2 separate regions of the Hordeum vulgare genome follow, and region 1 is linked to region 2. Evidence: chromatin contacts called from public Hi-C data. All regions are on one chromosome and are shown on one strand. Each heading gives the region's core, a stretch centred on a gene start, on an enhancer-like site or on the middle of the called end of the contact. The rest is flanking DNA. Distances are from core to core; before and after follow the strand shown.

Evidence for each region. A called contact is a pair of places that touch in the nucleus more often than the background predicts.
Region 1: a Hi-C map of seedling shows a contact between it and region 2, with 4 times the contacts expected there. The contact joins the promoter of LOC123452042 here to the promoter of LOC123395383 in region 2. A contact is called at or near these places in 4 of 6 Hi-C or Micro-C datasets (leaf and seedling) and 1 of 1 datasets of contacts at active chromatin or transcription factors (embryo).

The regions. Positions count from the first base shown.
Region 1 is chr5H:314,768,406-314,771,783 of MorexV3_pseudomolecules_assembly, forward strand. LOC123452042 (cell division control protein 45 homolog) reads right to left here and starts at 1,313. Exons shown (of 1, transcript XM_045128616.1): 1 at 1-1,313. The coding sequence starts at 1,298.
Region 2 is chr5H:314,582,536-314,585,767 of MorexV3_pseudomolecules_assembly, forward strand. LOC123395383 (probable inactive serine/threonine-protein kinase bub1) reads left to right here and starts at 1,481. Exons shown (of 7, transcript XM_045090374.1): 1 at 1,481-1,702; 2 at 1,788-1,932; 3 at 2,215-2,372; 4 at 2,492-2,576; 5 at 2,651-2,705; 6 at 2,791-3,232. The coding sequence starts at 1,578.

The DNA of each region.
Region 1 (3,378 bases), core at 63-2,562, 190 kb after region 2:
TTTGAGTCCTTGGACTCGGCATTGAGGGATTCAAGCAAAGCTGTGACGCCATAGACAACATCCGCAGCAGACACCTTGGACCTGTAACCGTGCACCCTCAGGAAGCTCCGGTAGTAGAACTCAGTGAGCCCATACTCAGGCAGGAACCGATCAAACTCATCGCGCATCTTGCGCTTGACCTCCATGCTCATGTACTGGAACCTCTTCTGGCAGTCGGCGAGCGGGAACCCCATCCTCGCTAGGAGCAGCTTCAGCTTCTTCAGCCCGTTGTCGCTCCAGGTCTTGAGCTTGGTCGCGACATATGAGGAGCAGAGCATGGAGTCGAACAAACTCCACTCCCGCAGCAGCATCAGCCTTGGCTCGTCCTCATAGGCGATGCGGGAGGCCTCCGGCGCCCGGATCTTGGTTCCATCCTTGAGCGTCACCACCGACCCGAGGCCGGACGGGTCGAGGTTGCCTGATCCATTGATGTGCTGCTCGAGCTCCATGACGGCAGCCTGGTAGCGCTCGTTGGTGATGCGCTCGTGGACGAACTGGTCAGTGAGGGAGACGCAGGCGAGCCAGAGGAGCTCGTTGGTGTTCCTGCGGAGCGCGTGGGCGAGCTCGTACATGAGGCACCCCGAAGGCTTCCCGTGGAAGGTGCCGAGGCGGTAGTACTCCCTCCGCAGCTTGCCGAACAGCCTCTCCGGGTCGCCGTCCGCCTCCTCCCCATCGTCCGAGAGCCGCCGCCTCTTCCTTCTCCCTCCCTCGGCATCAGAATCGGAGTCGGAGGCGTCAGAGTCCTCGTCCTCCTCCGAGACACGGAGGTGCTCGTCGGCGTCCCCGTCGGCGGTGAGGTCGGAGGCGTTGGCGAGGGCGGAAACGTCGAAATCATAGGAGAGGTCGGCGGTGTGCTCGTCGTCGGTGGAGAACAGCACGACGACGCGGTCGTTGGCGGCGGCGAGGTTGTGGAGGTGGACGGGGCGGTGGGAGTCGACGACGAACGCGGTGGAGGCGGGGGGCAGGATGCCGCGGAGGTCGCGGTGCGCGCCCCAGTTGATGAGGAGCAGACAGAGCGGCTGGGACGCGGAGAAGGAGGCGAGGAGGGTGGCGGCGGCGGCGGCGGAGGCGACGGGGTAGATGGAGAAGCGGATGGAGTCGGCGGAGAGGACGTGGGCGAGCGCCTTGAGCGCGCAGAGGGAGTCGGCGTCGGCCGCGGATGGGAGGATCAGCAGCGGGGAGGAGGCGGCCGCCGCGGCGGCGGCGGCGGCGGCGCGGAGGCGGGCGTAGAAGGAGTCGGCGCGGAGCTCCCGCACCATTGGCGCATCAACGAGGGGGGATCGAGATCGAGAATTTTGGGTGGAGGGGAGGGGAGGGGAGGGGTGGAGAGGAATGCTCGAGATCTGGGAATGGAGTTTGGATTGGGGGCGCTTTGTGGGAGCGGCGAGCGCGGGAGGATTTCGGGATTTTGGTTTTGGGAGGGAACGGCTCGCGTCTTTCGATTTTCGAACTCCAAATTTTCGGCTTTGGGGGGATGGAATCCCGTTCCGGCTCGTCACTGGAGCAGAGCCGCTTGTGCCACCCCGATGTTTCCTTGGATGACAGGTGGGCCCACGTTCCGGTGGGGCGGGCTTGTCATACGGGAGAAACAGACGGGCCATACGATTGATTCATTTCATTCGGTGATGCGTAAACGTCACTACTGCTCGTAGATAGCTGGGCTGGTTCTGACCTACTAATTGCGAGGCCGCATGGGCTCAGGTCCAGCGTCTATAATCGAGAGACTTTCAGGAGGGAAAATCCTATTCGCCGCTTGCTGCGGCGAATGGTCGAGGTTTCGCACAAGGGCGGATGCAAGGGAGGCTAGTTGGCCCGGCCATTTCCAGCTTTGCACAGTGCGGCCAAGTTTCTTCTGTGTTGTTTCTTTTTCTATTTACTAGAAAAAAGGCTCGTGCGTTGTAACGGAAGCGAAAAAAAATCCACGTTTCTAATATAACATGATGTCCTGTATTTCCCGAGTCTAAGAAGAAACTATATGGTTCAGACTTTGGACTCGTGTCTCACGTTTAAACGAAGAAATATTCCTCTCTAGGGTAAAGGTGCAAATATAGATAAAATGTATAGATTGCTTTCCCAAATTATTTTGAACCTTTTCCAAAATTCACATTAAAGTTCTACTCCAAGTTTAGTATCCAAACCTTTCCCATAAATCTTTCTGCATTTGTTAAAGCCACCCACAAATTTTCATCATTTTTCAGAAATCCTAAATCGAACTTCTAGTTCTAACTCATTTGAATTGAATTTAAATGAGTTTGATTAATATGATTCCATCATGACAAAACATTATCTTCCCAATATACATATTTAAAGTAGTCCAGGGAATTTGTCCTCACTTCAAAACTCTTCTCCAAACCCCTTTGTGCTTGTCTTCTACTCCCTCCGTTCCTAAATATAAGTCTTTCTATAGATTTCACTAATAGACTACATACGAATGTATATAGACATACTTTAGAGTGTAGATTCATTCATTTTGCTCCGTATGTAGACTTCTAATGAAATCTCTTAAAAGACTTATATTTAGGAACGGGGGGAGTAGTTCTTTGTTTATTTCTAAACAGAAAAAAAAAATAGCAGAAGAGAGGAGCACAAACACATAGCCAGCCACAGCCCACTTGCCTAGCCGGCCTAGCGAAAGGGATCAGCTCATGAGTTTAATTCTTTTTCCCCTCCTTTCCTTGAGTGCCCAATTCTGCTTGTTGATCCTTCAAACAGATTACGTATATGAACTGATAGAATCATATCTAAATAAGCGAGGTGGGACAAGAGCAGAGCTGGTAAGTTCGATCCTAACAGCTCTTGTACACCTAAAAAGTCAACTTACTTGTTCACAATCCATAAAAGAACTTCAGTTGAAAGGCCACTTGCTTGGCTCGTTGCTAGACCCAAAATTGACCGAGCTGAACATCACGAAGACAACGTACGGACAAATATTTGGAAATCCCTATTTGACGCGCGTTGCGTCAAAATACCGCAACTGAAGAACGACTGGTCATCAGGATTGGGCCGGCCCGTTTAACCGTCTCAATGTGTTTCCGGTTTTGGGAACCTTCTAGAGGTTTTCAGTCTTTTTTTTGGTTTTAGGAACTTTTTAGAAGATTCCCTAAACCGGTTTTTCTTTTTTCTTTATTCTTTTTTGTTTCTTTTTTTGTTTCTGTTTCAAAATTGTTCTGAATTTTCAAAAAATGTTTCGGAAATTGAAAAATGTTTTGGAATTTGAAAAAATGTTCCATACTTTGGAAAATGTTTGGAATATGAAAACATGTTCCAGAATGTAAAAAAATTGTTTCGGATTTTGAAAAAATGTTTCGGAGTTTGAAATATTTTTTCTGGATTTGAAAA
Region 2 (3,232 bases), core at 231-2,730:
CAAAGGTTTGAAGAATTGCCCAAGCATGCTTAAATGGGAATGTCTTGCCCTTGGAAGCGACCATCTCCTTGTACCTCATGCCGGCAATTGTCTCGTATCAACCACACATAATCACATAAGAACCCACCAATAGCATAGTACACACACATAATCAAAATAGTGAAGAGATATGTACTCACATAGCCACTCTCCACGGTTTCACTAGGTGGTGCATCCCTCACTTGGTCCATGGCCGCACTCCAACGAGCACAAGCGGGCTTCATCAAATCCCACCGGCCTTGAAGCGACCGGTAACTGCGAGAGATGAATCCACTATTCTTCGGCTTGATCCTACAATAGTTGTCCTCGATCCTGTGCCAATACCGTTTACCGGTTTGATCGGTGCCGGTGGTTGCATCGATCCCCACAGATGCCCAAGCACGAACCAAGAGGATATCTTCCGCTTCGGTGTAGTTTGTCGACCGCGCGTGTGGGCGGGAAGCGGCGGTGAATGCCTCCTCCCCTATCTCGGCCACCTCCTCCTCGTTATCCCCTTCATCCTCCTCATCTTCCTCAACCTCCTCACCAAAGGGTTCTAGAGGCGGAGCCCCGAGGTCCACCTCCGCGTCTTGAAGGAGGTCCATGAACGAGGATGGGGTTGCCATTTCCTCGAACACCTCGTGCGCGGCGGGAGGAGGTTCGACGACGGCGGCGGGCGGGGCCGCGGGCTTCTTCCGCGCCGCGACCTTCTTCCGCTTCGGGGACGCGCCGGCGACCTTGGAGGAAGCCCCTCGCGGCCCACGGGAGGACACCTTCAGCCGGCTCTTCTTGGGGGCGGGCGCGGCGGGGACGGTGGCCGGGGCGGGGACGGTGGCCGGGGTGGGAGCTGGGGAGGCGGCAGGAGGCGGTGCGAGGCCCGCCCGCCGCCGCTTGGCCCCGACGTGGGTCGCCGCCACCACGTCGGCCACAGGACGGGGGCGGGCGGGGGTGCGGGGGGGGGGGGGGGGGGGGAAGCCTCCATGGCGGCGTGGCGGCGGGAGGAGCTGGGGAGGCGGGGGCGAGGGCGGGCGGGGGGGGGGGGGAGGAGCCTCCATGGCGGCGTGGCGCGCAGGAGGAGCTGGGGAGGCGGGGGGAGTTTTCCCTCCCGCGCGATGTGGGAAGAGGAGTGCGGGTTGGGGGGAGTTTTCCCTCCCAACCCTCACTTCTACAGGCTGGGAAGGGGTTTGAGGGTTGAACCTCTAATTTTTTTTACGGGTTTAAAGGTTTAAGGGTTCTAGTCTACGCCGTTTTGTCGATGAAAACTGTAAAAAAAAGTTATTTTTAAGGGTTTGAGAATTTGAGGGCTCTACTAGAGATGCTCTCAAAGTTGGGTTGGATTTGTAGATTTGATTAAAAAGGACAAAAAGGGGAAAATCTCAGACCAGACCGTTGGGTGACCAAGGCTGACAGGCGGCCATATAATACGATAGGTGGACCCACATGTCAGTATATGTGGCTGAAGTCACAAAATTGCAGCCCTGATTTCAAATCCGGCAAGCCGCCGCTTGCTCGGTTGCTTCTCGTCCCGGCGGCGGGCCATCGACCCTACCAATACACCCATGGCCGCAGCCGCCGACCCGCAGCACGGCCACATCGACATGGAGAAGGAGAAGGAGCTCCTCTCATCGGTGATTGGTGACATCCGCTGTTACTCCGGTTCCGACCCCCTCCGCCCATGGCTCCGGTACGGCCCTGCCCCCAATCACCGCGCCTGCCCGCACCGCGTCTCTCCTTTCCTCCTCTCTGATCGAACCGATTCCGTTTTACAGGGGGATCCGGAGGCTGGAGGGGGCGCTGCCACCGGCGACGTTGCGGGAGAAGCTGCCGAGGTTCCTCCAGAAGTGCGCCCAAGAGTTCCAGGACGAGCCCCGGTACCGCGACGACCCGCGGTACCTCCGCGTCTGGATCCAGATGGTGAGCCACTTGCTGCTATACCAAAGCATAGCACCGGCTGACTACGCGACGGTTTCATTTCGTTGGGGATTTACTGAGAGATGTTGAGATTGATTGGTATATTTATCGGCAGACTATCATCTGTTTGCTAATTTGCCATGCTAGGAGTTGCCTCCTACTGAATGTTCTCGTTGAAACACCACAGTTACTGAGCTCCGTTTCGCTCGGGTTCTCTTTGAGATAGGAACATTCTCTTGGATTGTTGCGAGGTCATATTGTGATTGCATGGTTTTGATGGTGTAGATGGACTATGTGAAGGATGCAAAGCCATTGCTGAAGAAGTTGGAGAGGAACAGAATAGGCCTCAAGAGAGCTGCATTTTATATGGCTTACGCGATATATTATGAGAAGCGTAGGAGGTTTCAGGATGCGGAGCAGATGTACCGCATGGGAATTCAGAAGTAATCTCTTACCCACCATGCTGTAGAGGATACTGTCGTTTGCTTGTACAGTTTGTTATTATTGTCTGAATATAAGTCTGGTTATGTAAACCTGGGTACTTAATGAAACTGTTCAATAGCCTTGCAGAGCCTATCGAGGAGTTACACAAATCACACGATCAGTTTATCTATCGCATGGAGTTATACCAGAAGAAGAAAGATAAAGTATGGCTTTCACTTCACCTTGGCAAATATTGTGCGTATGTAATCTTTTCTTACTATATACATTTCATCTGTAGGAAGGAATGCCTAGCAGAGTTAAACCACTTCCTAGATGTGCAAACCAAGTTGATGGTACGTTTAGAAAGAAAAAAACTTTGCTCAGGCTATCTAAATCAGTTTCTAGTGGAACTTACATGTCATTGGAAATATGCTGCAGGTCAAAGCAGAAATTATGCAGAACTTAAGTCCAATCCAGTGCAAAAATTGGGAAGCAGTTCAAGTTCTTCATCGTGCCGTTATCCTCCATTAGGTCATGCTAAAGATGGTGTACTATCCAGAGGCACCTCAGGAGATAACAAGAATTTGTCTCGTTGTAATAGTGATGATACTGTAGTTGTACGATTTGTTGGCTCTGCATTGGTTGGAAAGTCAGAAACTGAAGATGCTTGTCATCATGGCCTCGTTGAACCAACTATAAACTTGAAGGAGGCTATGGATGACATCAATAGCATGTTTCTAGAGCCAGTGGAGCCCGAGACAATGCTCAAGAAACGCTCGAAGCGTGATCGACCAAAGTTTAATCAGCAGGCAAGTGCACTTCATATCTTTGTTGATGAAGAACAACTTGACAGTAATGATGCAAACATTCTCCATGGCAA